Linked DNA regions of Columba livia: region 1 is linked to region 2. Evidence: chromatin contacts called from public Hi-C data. All regions are on one chromosome and are shown on one strand. Each heading gives the region's core, a stretch centred on a gene start, on an enhancer-like site or on the middle of the called end of the contact. The rest is flanking DNA. Distances are from core to core; before and after follow the strand shown.

Region 1 (7,060 bases), core at 1,809-4,308, 150 kb before region 2:
AACATGAATTTCTATACATTTTTTTTTTTTGTGGCACAAATGAAAAATTGCAATATAATGGAAGGACTCACCAATGTTTACTTTTTCCATTAACTGTTCCCTTTAAAAAGAAAGAAATTCAGTTGTTCATATTTAATATACAAGATTTTAAAAAAAAGACTATAAAAGACAATTACAGTACAAATACTTTTGTCTTGGATATACTCTGTGCCACTATGGTTTAAAGATTGGAATGTGTTTTCTAATATTTCATATTCCCTTTAAATAAAGGAGTTTCAAAACAGCTATGCTGTTTTTTGGAAAAAAACACTTTAAGACAACTTACTCTCCTTCAGAAAATTAAATGCCTAAACCTGTTTAGACAAAGAATGAGGAGATTAAAACTGCACTTACGCTTAGGTTTGAGGGTTTTTTTTGGGGAAAAAAAATATGTTATTTGCCAACAGTGAGTGCATTTGGGTTGTGAGGCAATCCTTTTGACACTAAGTATTAAGAGGAGCGATGAAAGCAATTCCTTGGGCTCTTTTCCCCCTAGAACCTGATTTCTATCCCCAGTCTGATGCCCTCTGTTCTGAAGCACTGAATGTAGGAGTGCAAGCACTACACAGCAACACATTCTCTACCACAATTAATGAGACTGAGCGACATATTCCATTGATGTTTTCTTCAGGGAAAACAGTAACAGAAGTGTAAGACTGGAATACCAGAGAAATGTAAGTTCCTGGAAAGACAGAGAAGACATTGAGAACTCTATGAACTAAAGCTAGGGTGAACTAAAGTCATGAAAATGAGAGAATTACAAATCTCAAACATTTTTATTCTTGATTTGCTATGTACTTTTTTTTTAGTTGACAAAAGAACAGATTCTTATTATCAAAAGAATTATTAATGTCTTACTGACAACAATCTATCATTAAATCATTTTTCCAGCTGAGTATGCTTTGTTTAACTACGACAGAGACGAAGGCGCCTAAAACCAAGTCTGTCAATACTCAAAACTATAATATCATCATGTTTTGTACCTTGGATGCAGTTGTCACCTCCACAGCAGTACTCTGTCTCCGAGCTGCTTCTTTTTGCCTTTCTTTCAGCCTCTTTTGTGTCACTTGGGTGTTACCACAGAATTATTTCGGTTGGCAGGGACCCTCAGGATCGAGCCCGACTGTCACGTGACCCGCCCCCGCATGCGCGCCAACGGCCTCGGCCGTGCTGGCGCGGGGCATGCCGGGAGCTGTGGTCCCGCTTTGGGCGGGAAGGCGCCGAACGTACCTGAGGCGGCGGTACCTGAGGTATCGGCACCTGAGGCGGCGGCGCCCCGGGGGTCCGGCCGCACCCTCCGATGTCGAGGTGGCGCATGAGCCGCCGGTAAGCGGGGTCATGGGATTCACACAGGAGATTCCGCTTCTCCTCTCCCGCTTCCCCCCGTCCCGCGGTGGGGATGCCCGCGGAGGCTGCGGAGTTACGCCTCATGATTAGATAGCTGTAAGAAACGTTTAACAAAGAACTGTTGTTTTCACATAACTGAGGACCTGGCGCCTGACCCCAGCAGGCGGGAAGGACGGAGAGACATGAGACTATGAATGCTTAATGTAAAACACAGCCTCTTCCCGGAATATATAGACACCTGTATACGTACTGATACCTGTATTTACAAGTTAATTTAGAGGGAAGGACTGAGAGACATCAGACTATGAATTCTTAATGTAAAACAGTCTCTTCCCAGAATATATACTGACACCTGTATTTACAAGTTAATTTAGGGGGAAGTGTAGCCAGAGTACCAGGAATGCATATTGATAAGGGGAAGGGTATTGTATGCATTGGGGTATTCTATAAACCCTGAAGTACCCAAACAATAGGGAACAGGGGAAGGAAATTGCGGCCGGGATTTTGGGGGCATATAAGCAGGGGCTTTTTGCCCTATTAGATGTGCATTCCTCTATGCAGAACACCCGGTCTTGCAAAATCGTTATTAAAACATGCTTTGCTGAGAGGTCCTGGCTGGGCCTATTATATTTGCAAAATAATTGTTTCCTACAATAGCTCTTTCAGTGAAGCGTGTTTTACAACAGAACACCAAAGTGTTTTAAGGTTCAAAGTTGTTTAAAACCAGCTTGTGGGATATCTTGGCTCAAGGTTTCCTGGGGAGGACGCTCTGCAGGAGCACACTGACCTGTGGGCTGATTGTTATTTGTGATCAATTTACTGCGTATCAAATGACATGTTCACTTCCAGCTGCAGGCACGCTCACTAAGGGACCTGCTTCTGTAGTCCTGGTGCCTATTTGACACAAGGTTATTTGCTTTCTGTCTGTGTTTAGTTTTGCAAAGGAGAAAAAAAAGTCACAACTAACTGCTACAAGTTTAAAACAAAAGATGGGTCTTTCGTTATATTGGGAGTCGCTGGTTCAGTTACATGAACCCTTGGACCAGAGAAGTAGAATACGTTGTCTCAACAAATACAGTGTTTTCATAAGTACTTTTCCCTTAGCCGAGGTGTGTAAACGCTGATTGCTTTGCCCTGTTTTCAAATGAGATTTGACCTGCCACAGTATTCAAGAAGAGACTGGACAACATCCTCAGACACACGGTGTGAACTATGGGGTTGTCCTGTGCAGGGACAGGAGTTGAACTTGATGATCCTTGTGGGTGCCTTCTAACTCAGGACAGTCTATGATTCTATACTTAACTGGGTGTGCAAGTCACTTAATACCGATCAGCAACCTTGCTGAGTTATTCTGTCTCCACGTCTGAGGTGTCAGTCTTTTAAAAACGTACCACTTGCTGACTTTCATTTTGAAAGAGAGAGGAAAACTGACTTTGTAGCCTGCCTGTTAGAACATACAGTTGCAAAACTGGAAATGCGGTGTCTGAAGCAGGCGTCAATGCTGCAACCATTAAGCATTAGGTATTCTGAGGACTCTAGCACAGGTACTTAAGATACCCATACTAGAGATTTACAATCTCCTTTTCACTTTTGGCAGCTCATCGGACCTCTGAGGGGCATCTGTGTATGACCTAACGCTTCCCATGCATTGAACAGGGAACGTGAGCCCCTAATTCCCAGCCAAGGACTTTGCGCAGCCTGTGGAACACCTGGGATCGAACATCACTCAGCGTGCAGTGCAGCAACATCCTAATACCTTTTGAAGACCTGTCGCTTGGGCTCAGCTTTGCCTGAAGCTTCTAATATGTTGAGGTAAAAATTTTGGGATGAGCTGTTTTGTAGGACATGTTGATATCCTATTGTTATAACTGGAAGTGAAAAGCAGGGGTTTTTTTTAAAGATTTGAAATGTGTCTGTAGATGGCAGCAAAGAGGAACAGTATTCATTGGAGCATCTAAACATGGTGGCTACGCATTTTATAATTTGTGCGACTGCAGCTGGTGGCTACCCATTAATGCGGAAAATTTTGCATTCTGTTGATTAATATAATTGCTTTAAGAATCTTTTGGCATGACTTTTATTTTGGAGGAAGAGTAGCAGCTTTTCTGAGCAAAGAGAGTGACGCTGCAGGCAGACCAACACTGCATTCGATCAGTAATGCGTGTGTGATAAAAAGATGCTCAGCTGCTGTAAAGCTGTCATTGTTCCACTCGAGAATCTGCTCCAGGAAACCTTTGCTGGGGGGACGTTGCCAGGAGGTTTATGAAGAAATGTGGGATGTGAGAGAATATAAAGATCAGTAAGGAAAAAGGAGATTTTAAATGATAAATTAAGTAACTCTTAAACTTCTCACCTAACAAAGAGATGCATAAATAACATTGAATATTAAAAGTAACATTGGTTTTATTGTACAGTTTCTTGGTAGTCACCGGTGTTAGGCAGTTCTTTAATCAGAGGGTATTGATACAGCAGTAATGCAGGGATGCTTTGTTTATGCAGTAGTACAGGGAGTGAGAACATAAAAGAGCAACTGATATGTGGGTCAAATGGAAACTGTATTTGAGAGATTCTTTCATGAGCTGAGGTAAGGTAACAATATTTGACACATAGTTAATTCTGAAGGCACTGTAGAGTTTTTGAAACCAAGAGATCAAACGCTATTCTTCATTTAGTTTGCACTAAAAGAGCTCATTGATTGGAGCTTTTTATTCATATTCTTTATTTTACTTTCAGAAGTTGGTGTATACTTCAATAACAGTAACTTCATATAAAAAATGCAGGAGTAAAACGCATACATCAAACTGTCTGTGGCATGTTTTTCACGGGAAACTTTTAAGACGACAACTGTGATCAAAGAACTGAGTGTGGAAAGCTGCAGTTAGACAATTTGATGTCCTTTTCTGCTCCAAATATTCTGCCCAACAGTTTCACAGGAGCATACAAAATAACTTTAAAATGGTATTTTCTTTTATTTTTAATATTGTTTATATGGCAATAGGAGATGGGACAGGCAAATGTGTTATGACAGATCACCTACTTTTTCTTCAAATCAGTATAATTTCCACAGTACATTTCCACCTACAAATATGCCTGGTGGAATCATCATTAGTGCATGAAGTTTCAAGATAACCTGTGATATAAGAATGTTTTGGTTTGTGGTTAAGAACACAGGTGTACTTTTGTTTCATATCAAAACACCTGTGCTTTGTGTAATGTGTGCAGCAGCTCACATATCTCAGTAATACTTTCATGTGAATTACATATATTAATATTTGGGTAATTCATATAACATTTTTATTATTTCAGCAGTTTTATGGCTCTAGTTTATTTTTATATATTGTCTCCAACCAGCTTTTCAGTCTCATTTCAAATTTTTTAGGGAATGAGACTTTCCCTGGGAAGTTTTTCTATATTCCAATAGAGCTCACTGCTTAATGATGCTGTAAGGCTTTTATTTTCTGTAATGGTATTTCTGTTAGTTACAGCTTTTTTACTCTTCTGATAATTCCATTTCTATTTAGATTTGCCATGTATTTGTAGATAACTATGTGCTACAACTGTCATAGTTAGCGAAGTTTTATGGCAGCATATGTAAGTTACTTTCCTTCTTCATAGTTTTGTTATCTTTCTTGAATTCCTTCCACTGTTTTGCTGTAGGACTGAACTCTTTGTTCAAGGTGGAATCTGAGCTGCCAGCACTTCTGCAGTACTTGTCTTTAGAATTCTTTTCATCTCACTCAATTACTTGCTTATGCAGAACTCTTTGGTATGAAGGTAAATCAGAGAGCAAACACTAGTACAAAGATTTCTATTTTGGATTCCTTGGATGGCCTGAGAGAATGCTGCTGCAGTACATGGAGCTTGCAAGTTTGAGTTGAGAGGTGGGGTAAACCAATTGTTAAATTTGGTCTGTTTGTCCATCCAGGTCAGCATTCTGCAAAGGAAAGTACTTCGTAGGAATAAGGGCCTCAAATCTATTCTCACTGCTGTAAGTCTGCTTTTCTCCAGCCTTGCTTCAATTGGTTTCTCCCCTTCTTCTAAATTGCCCTTTTTTGTTTCATCAGATACATGTTGTAGAAATTGTTCGCTGAAGTTTCCTCTTCAGAACCTGTTGTGATTTTTCTTCATCCTGTCTGGCATGTTTTATTGTTAATGAGATACTAACTCCTGACTTTGCTTGACACATGTTGCCAGGCTCCAACATGCTTTAATTTCATTCTCATGAAAACACATATGTGTTTAATTAATTGATTAATTTTTATTCTCACCATTTGTACATTTAGAAGGGTATCAACAGAAATATGTTGAATGCACTGTTCTTTGATCCATCCTCAAAACTCTCCTACACTGTTACATCTGCAAAACTTGGTGAGAATTCAGGTTATCGGTCTAACTCAACCACTGTGGTGGTTTACTGGCTGTAACTCTGTACTTCGTGCTGTTTGCATCCATCTGCTCCCTGTAGCAACCTGATCTTTAGGAAAGCTGGAGACCAGCTTTTGAGTAGAGTGGCACGAACAGATCATCCCCAGCTTAGTGTTGTTAGCCGCTATAGACTCTTACAGTAAGTATATTATTAGCTATATTACATAATAATATAGCAGTATACATATATTTTCTTCCTTGTGCTGTCAGTATTGATAAGTATTTTGTATACCACATAAACAATGTTCTGTTTTTATCTCTCTGTGCTTACCTGCCTCTGATCTGCCATCCTTTTCCACTCCTCCTCTTTTTTGTAGTGAGCTAACACAATATTTGTGCAGTTCGACAGCTTTGTCTCAGGGAAAGAGGGATAATAGTCAACAGTGAACATAAACAATAGCAGAATCCTTAGATATCCAACTCGAGTGTTAAATCAGTACTGCTGACAGAAAGTCGTCTTTTTTTACCAGTATGGTATAAGGATGTTTGTGCAAACCAATGAGCATAAATTATTGTTTCCATGAAGATGCTATTGTATTAAAATATTAATCAGCAGAAGACCACTTTTGTTTTCTGGTTTCCTACTTACCTTGTCATTTTCACCGCAGTGTAAAATTAATGTACAATGCTAATACTCTGATTTATTTCATACAGCGTAGAGCGGAGCAAAAGGGAGTTCCACAGGCTTTCGTGTGCCTTGACACAGAAGTCTAGTGCCAGTTTAGATATTGCAGGCCCCTGAAGATCATCTCACAGGGCTAACTCAAGTCGTGCAAAATGTAAGGGGGCCCCAAGCCAAGGGAAGCCAGCTGACATACTTGAGGTTGTCTAAAATGGCCCCTCTGGAAGCAACCAAATTCCATTTGTGGTGTCCAAGTGATAATTTGCATGTATTGGGGGGAAAATAAACACGTTAGGTGATTAGTAGTGTTTCATTCCTCTTCACTGAATCATTTACTTGTGGTTAAGATAAGTTTTATGAAAACATAATTCAGATAGGTATGACTAATTTAAATTTCTTCTGTTTGTTTTCCTACCTGAGATAGTCTGTAATACAAGTAGCACCTTTAGAAGGGCTGATTATGATGATGGACTAACATTTAATAAGAAATATGCAAGGAGATGATTCTGTCTGTATATGTGTGTGTAAATACATATATACAGAAAATATAGCAGTAAACTTGTATCAAAGTTATTTAGCTAAGTCTTCCCACTTTTTGATAGGACATACTGGGTTACTAAGTGCTTT
Region 2 (6,688 bases), core at 2,804-5,303:
ATTTCACAATGCACTGGTATTATCAGCTGGATATTTCAAATTGTAGATTTCTGCTTTTCCATAATGTATGGAAAGGAGCTTTGGTTCACTGTCTGGGTATCGTTGTATTGTGCTTGGAGTTTTCTATTTCTTTATATTTTCATTCAGCGGATAGATTATGAACAAATCTGATTAAATATATTCTAGAAAGGTCACATTCTTGTCTATAATTCAACCTTTTATTGCTCAAGTTGGAGAGATAAAATGCAGTCTTTTTGATGCAGTGCTTTCTTGTTTCTTGACTTACCTTTAATGTGTCATTCTATATGAATACATTTTATATAAAAATTTGGCAATCTTGTGACTAGCACATGTTCTTCAGAAATATATAGTATTTTGCCGTGTGTTCAGCGTTTTTAAAAAATGTTCTCAACCAAAAGTACAACCTTTTTGTTTGTCAGGCACATTTCCATAACTGCTTTCTTTGAGAGTTCAGGCTCTAATCAAGGCATCTCCAAGTAGCTGAACTTTGAGAAGATAGCCTTTGAGAGTGGGAGAATTACAGACATTAACTGTGTCTGCTCTTGCTGTATAGCATTAAATCTGGGCATTTTTTTAACTGTTTTACCAGCAAATATTGTCATTTATGGTGACACAGAAGTCCCTGTCTTCTTCGGAGAGCCTGCAGCAAGCAGGAGTGTCCCTGTTTGGCTGAGAAAGGGGAGGGATGATGGGGCATGATGTCCATGAAGTGCCTACTTTCATGAAATAAGGACTCCGTATAAACTCATGTCTGAACAGGGTTTGTCACCATCTGGAATAACTCGTAAAGCCCACACTATCATGCAGGAAGTAACCATGAATAGCCTGCTTTGATAAATGTTGGTGCTTGATATTCTGTCACAGTTACCACTCTACTTGATTTTTTGCTTCTGGGCATCTCAGTGACTTCATTAGAACCTCAGTAACTTTTTTTTTCTTTTCCTATTCCAATTTTTGGTGATTATACCTTATTTGAATCTTCAGAGGAAAAATCTGTCCTCAGGTAGTCAAGTCTGTAAGGTCAGAGTTCTCTGACCAAAAAATACTCATGTGTTCTGGTAGAGTTAAGGACAAATAGGGCGCTCTGTTGCATTTATTGCAAGTTCTCTGGAATTTAACATGGCGAGAACTGTAGTAGCACTTCTCTAAGTTATCCAAAGGAGCGATTTTGTATGTCTGTGGTCTGTTTGGTAGTAAATACATTTTGCAAGGGTTTACGGCAGTTTATGGTGACTTGCAAGAGTAACAGACTACAAAATATCTGATAGAGTTGATGACATCATGTTATTTGGCCCTCCTTGAAAACCGAATGACTAAATATTCATTAACCTACATATTTACAGTGGTCTCTGTAACACATTAGGACTTCAAAAGTATAAGAATATACATATACACAAATATACACATATATATAAATACACACGTGTATATAAATATACACATGCACCATGTTGAAAATGTTCCAAGGGACTGTGAATACTGGCCGAGAAATGCCTGTTCCTTGTTGTGAGGAAACGCTTACCAATCCTGACACCCAGTGGTAGGGGAAGCTGTCCACTGCAATTCACATGCGTTTTGTCAATACTTAACTATGGTGGGGGTCTAATGTGCAATTCACATGCGTTTTGTCAATGCTTAACTATGGTGGGGGTCTAATGTGCTTTTTAGCAGCAGTGGTAGGGGTGGGAAAACAGCAATATTAACTTTTTGGTGTCAGTTCTGCTTAAGATTTCTTAGCGTGTGTCAGAGCTATTGTAATTATGTTTTTAGTATTTCTGAAGTTAACTGAAGCAACTTCACTGTTTTCTCTTTCAAAGGGAAAGACCCACAGCAGAGGCCTGTCTTTCTCATTCATGGTTGCAGCAAGAGGAGTTCATCCTCTTGTCCAGCCCTGAGGGAACTTGTGGCTTTTCTCTGATGCCAGGACACGCAATGAAATTCTCAGAAGAGCGGAATGTAAAATCCAGTTGTAATGGTACCTGTAGCAACAAGGAAGACAAAGAAAACATTCCAGAGGACAGCAGTACAGTCTCCAAACGTTTCCGTTTCGATGATTCATTGCAGTATCCCCAAGACTTCACGACAGACTTCATATGTTAATACGTAATACAGACTTTTATCAAAAGAATTTAGCATAATCTGTTCCAGTGGCAAATGTAAGGTTATGGCTTGCCAATTCGTGCAGCGTTGGCATATGGGAAATGCACTTTGACCTTTTTATGCTGGTGCTTCCTTGTCTGTCCATTGCTGGCAATGGATTTAACTCCTGAGAAATCGGGGTTGTTGCACCAATAAAATGAATTATTTTTTTTAAGAAGATATAATTAAATATTTTTGCACTTTTCAAGTTTTAGTCCAAAAATGATGTCAGAGTGAACAAATTAAATCCTGAAAATGAGTTTGTTTAAACTCAAGCTTTGCCAAACAGTGGTTGAATACATGCACAGTTGTATGACTAGCCTTAATGAGAAATTGGTCTAAGCAGGGAAACTGGGCTTATTTGTGAGCATTCTCATAGCTTTAAATGGAAGCTGAAGTGGGTGTGGTTTGGGAATAGGATACATCTGTTGGGGCCATTTGGAGGACTGGTTTCTCTCAAGGATCACTGGTAGCTGAGGAAGTGTTTGCGCCTTATGGATCTGGTCCACTTGGGCTTTATAAGGCATAGTGTGTGTGTTTTTCCTGTGTTGGATCTCTGGAATGCTTCAATAGAAAACGTCCTTGCATTAGTGGTCCTTTCTTACCAGTAAGTTAGATTTGAGGAGGATGAGGGTCCCACGCTGATGTGAATATTTGATACACTCGTTAGTTTGCTTTCATCAAACCTCTGAAATAATATTGTCTACCTGTAGTGACCTATTCCTCATCTTAAAAATGATAATTAAAAACAAAACAAAACCCACCACCACACAAAAAATCCCAAACCATAAAGTCTCTTGAAAGTAATAACTGAATAAACTGAAAATTTTAGCCATTTTTGCCAGTGCAGCTGCAATGAAAAGCTTTTCATTATGCCCCTCAATGTAGCAGTGCAGTGCATCTGTCAGTTATTGCTATAGATAATGACTTGGCTTCCTGCCCACTTGGAGAAATGGACCGCAGTGTCAAAAGACAAGCTACTTAATAATTATTTTAAGCCTTTACATTTCTTTTGGTTAGTAGGCTTGTTATTTTTTTAAGTTACATCCCTTGAACTTCCTGTTTCTAGGCTCTGAGGAAATAATGCCTATGTCAAGTTTTGACTTGGAGCAACTACCAGTCATGCCTTAACAGCCTGAAACTCGTACTGACAAGGTAAAGTCCTCATTGTAACACTGAGGCTGGAGGTCGTCTTGTGTAGGGAATGTATTAAAACTCTTATAAATGTTTTGGAAGTAAATGGCACTTTAAAATACTTTTGGGGTTTTCCACTCCTTAAGACTTAATCGTCTTTGATTTGGATTTGATTTGGTTTGTATAATAAAGTATCACAATCTAATAATATTTTTTGAGTGTGCCTGTGGACTTGGCAATTGCAGATTGAAGTTTTGGAACAACCTGTGCTTGAGAGGTGAACATAATGAGTGCTAAAAGGTTGTATTTTATTTTTCTTCGTGCAAGGAAGGCACAAGTTTTTTTACAAACAAATTTCAATAGAAGGTATCACCAGAATGCTGGGGGAATTCAGAACTCTTGTCTCTGTTTTGGGTGACGCTCATGTCGAGAAGCGAGCAGTTGACTGAGGTGTAAGGTCTGTAAGACTCTTTCAGCTCACGTTTGTCAAGAGAAGTAAAAGTTTTCCGAGACTTGCTCTCATGTGAAATGAAGTAATGAATATACTCAGCATGGATGACGCTCAGATGCCTGGGTATAAATGAACCACATTGAGTCTCTTCTATGTGTTAATTTTCATGGAACTTTTTTTCAGTGATACTGATATTGCATATAATGATAAAATGACTTTGGAGGCAGTTGCATTGTGTTCAGGTACCTTATACTCTCACTTTTCAAAGTCATTGGCTTTTCCCACTTGGAGTCTTTTCTAACCTCTTGTTTTTCTCTACCAGCATGGAGCCTAATTTGAACTGGGCAAATTAAAAACACAAACTATTTTGTCGATACTCAGAAGTTAAAGTTCACGTAGGATGAAGAAAATGTCAAAAAGCTCTAATGGAAAAAGGTAGAAAAGAATGTTTCTAAAATTATTAAATTTTAAAACTCTGCAACAATGTTACTGAAATTACAGCCGGGAAGCTTCGTACATTAGTATTTTTAACATATGGAAAATAAAGCCGAAAGCATATGCCAGCACTTTACGACAAAATTGTTATTTGTTAAGATTTTTATCATGGTATCTGATGTTTACATTTCATACTGCTTTTGGAGCTAACTTATCTTTAAATTTAAATAAATGAAAATTGGTCTTATCCAAGGAACTTAAGCTTTGAAGACTTTATTTGTACTTCATAGAAACTTAAAATAGACGTTGAATGCGATTTTGTTTGGATCAATGTTTTTGATTTATTTAAAAATCCTATTGTGCATGTGTAACTCATGTAACCTCATCTGGGTGTTCCTGCTCCATGGGGGGATTGCACTGGATGAGCTTTCCAGGTCCCTTCCAACCGCTGACATCCTGTGATTCTGTGTGTGTGATGCTGTGATAACTTCAATGTAAAAACAGCCATTGTAGCCAGTTCTCAGCCCGTCTTGCTTCCTGCCGCATTACGGGGCATTACGGAGGGGAACTGAGCGACGAGGCACATTTTAAGATGGCTGAGCTGGGGTCGGTGTGTGCTCATGAAGTGAGCGGGTGCAGCAGGCGGGCGCGGCCGCGAGGAGCCGAACCGAGTCCCCGCCCCAGGCGGGCGCGGCGGCCACGTCACCCCGGCCCCGCCCGCTCCGGCCCAAAGCCGGATCCCGGCCCGGGCTGCCTTCCGCCCGGCCCGCTGGCCCATGCTGCCCCGCGCCCGGCCCGCTCCTCCGCCGGCTCCGAGCCGCCGCTGCCCGGTAAGCGCCGCGCCGCTTCCCCGGGGCCGCGCCGCCCCGAGCCCCTTCCCCCGCCGGCCCGCGGGGCTGTGACCTCCGGGCTCCCCGGGCCCTCCTGCGGCAGCTCCGCGGTCCGCCGGCCCCCTCCCGTGGCGGGTCCCCGGGGGCCGCCCGGCCCCGCAGCGGCTGCTGGCGCAGAACCACCCGCTGCTCCCGGCAGAAATGCCCCCCCCGAAGCACCAAAAGTGAGTGTGGAAGATGAGTAAACCCCGTTAAACCCGCTCTTTTTTAATGGGATGTAAGTGGCTGGTACGTAGTGCCGTTCTGGAAAGCTTTGCGTGATGACCTCGTTCACAAGCTACATCCTCAAGAGATGGTCTGTCATTTGTGTGGCCTTCAGAAAGCCATCCAGAAACCTGGTGTTCATGTGCAGTCTGCACAAGCTGGGATGGGGTTCTTTACTAATGTATATTTACTGAATAATTAGCAAAATGTACTTAATTGCTTTTTTCTCCCTTTTCTTATAGGTTGTAACTTTTGCAAGGCTTGCGACATGCGGTAGGACAAACAGAGCTCCGTCCTAGATCTGGCTGGATCTCTGAATGCTGGTGGATTTACTGGAGGCTCTTTCCAAACCTTGCTGGGATCAGAACCCGTAAACTTTCCAAAAGCTTCATAATGGAGTTCTCAGTATGCAAAGGAGATTATATTAGATATTTCAAAAGATCCTTGTTGCTAGTTTTAGTATGTGTCCTAGTTCTTGTGTGCGCTGATCAGGACTACTATAGCTTACTTGGAGTGTCCAAAGAAGCAAGCAGTAGAGAAATACGGCAAGCTTTCAAAAAACTGGCATTGAAGTTGCACCCTGATAAAAATCAGGTACGTCACATCTTTAACGGGTCAAAGTTGTTGAATTAATGACTCTTAATGTTTTAACAAAAAGTGGGTTTAAATTATCTAAAGTGTTTCTTTGTTCTTGTGAAGCAATGTAACCACCTGATAATGTGGTTCGGCTCCGATTTTCTGCAGAGAGAATTTACAAAATGATATAGACTGGTCGCACCTGGTTGTGTTCAATTTGGGCCATATTAGATTGCCGCAGTAAAAGAGTCACGGTCATTTAATTCTGGATTTTATTTTTGTAAATAAAGGAAAATGTAAGTCTGTGCCATATGACATTGTTGGTAAACTGATGAGTTTGTTTCTTTCCATTTAATTTAGGGGAACTTACTATTTCGCTAACATAAAATCTCATCTAAACAGCAAACAACATCAGGCTGTGCTGAGACATCAATCTCCAAATATTGAATAGACTGAAGCAGAAATTGTGGGACTGCCAAGGTAGAACAAGGGAGGAGAACGAGAATAACTAGAGAGAGGACTCGGAACAGCTCAGACTGTGCTACCAGATTTTCTCAAGTACAAAGAAATTGATTTTAAATTTAAACGTCATCAGTTTCTCCTCCAGATTTCCTGAAATAGTCAGATTTCCAAGGATTATTTTCTTAGCATTGTATGTACAATATGCTTTATTGCTTACTAATTACGGTTTTCCTTAAATAGAATGATCCAAATGCACATGAAAATTTTTTGAAAATAAATAGAGCCTACGAAGTACTTAAAGATGAAGATCTCCGGAAGAAGTACGATAAATACGGAGAGAAAGGGCTTGAAGATCAGCAGCAAGGAGGGCGTTACG

The links. Hi-C and Micro-C count contacts between places; a contact is called where the count stands out from the background.
Region 1: a Hi-C map of crop shows a contact between it and region 2, with 2.1 times the contacts expected there. The contact joins the promoter of HECW2 here to the promoter of DNAJC10 in region 2.

What each region holds. Positions count from the first base shown.
Region 1 is chr7:38,592,223-38,599,282 of bColLiv1.pat.W.v2, reverse strand. It overlaps HECW2 (HECT, C2 and WW domain containing E3 ubiquitin protein ligase 2), which reads left to right and starts at 3,058. Exons shown (of 29, transcript XM_021289785.2): 1 at 3,058-3,198. LOC110359863 (a long non-coding RNA gene) reads right to left here and starts at 1,198. Exons shown (of 3, transcript XR_002415332.2): 1 at 1,023-1,198.
Region 2 is chr7:38,444,923-38,451,610 of bColLiv1.pat.W.v2, reverse strand. It overlaps DNAJC10 (DnaJ heat shock protein family (Hsp40) member C10), which reads left to right and starts at 4,053. Exons shown (of 23, transcript XM_005504023.3): 1 at 4,053-4,180; 2 at 5,517-5,868; 3 at 6,553-6,688. The coding sequence starts at 5,668. STK17B (serine/threonine kinase 17b) reads left to right here. Exons shown (of 8, transcript XM_065069970.1): 8 at 1,839-4,436. The coding sequence ends at 2,121.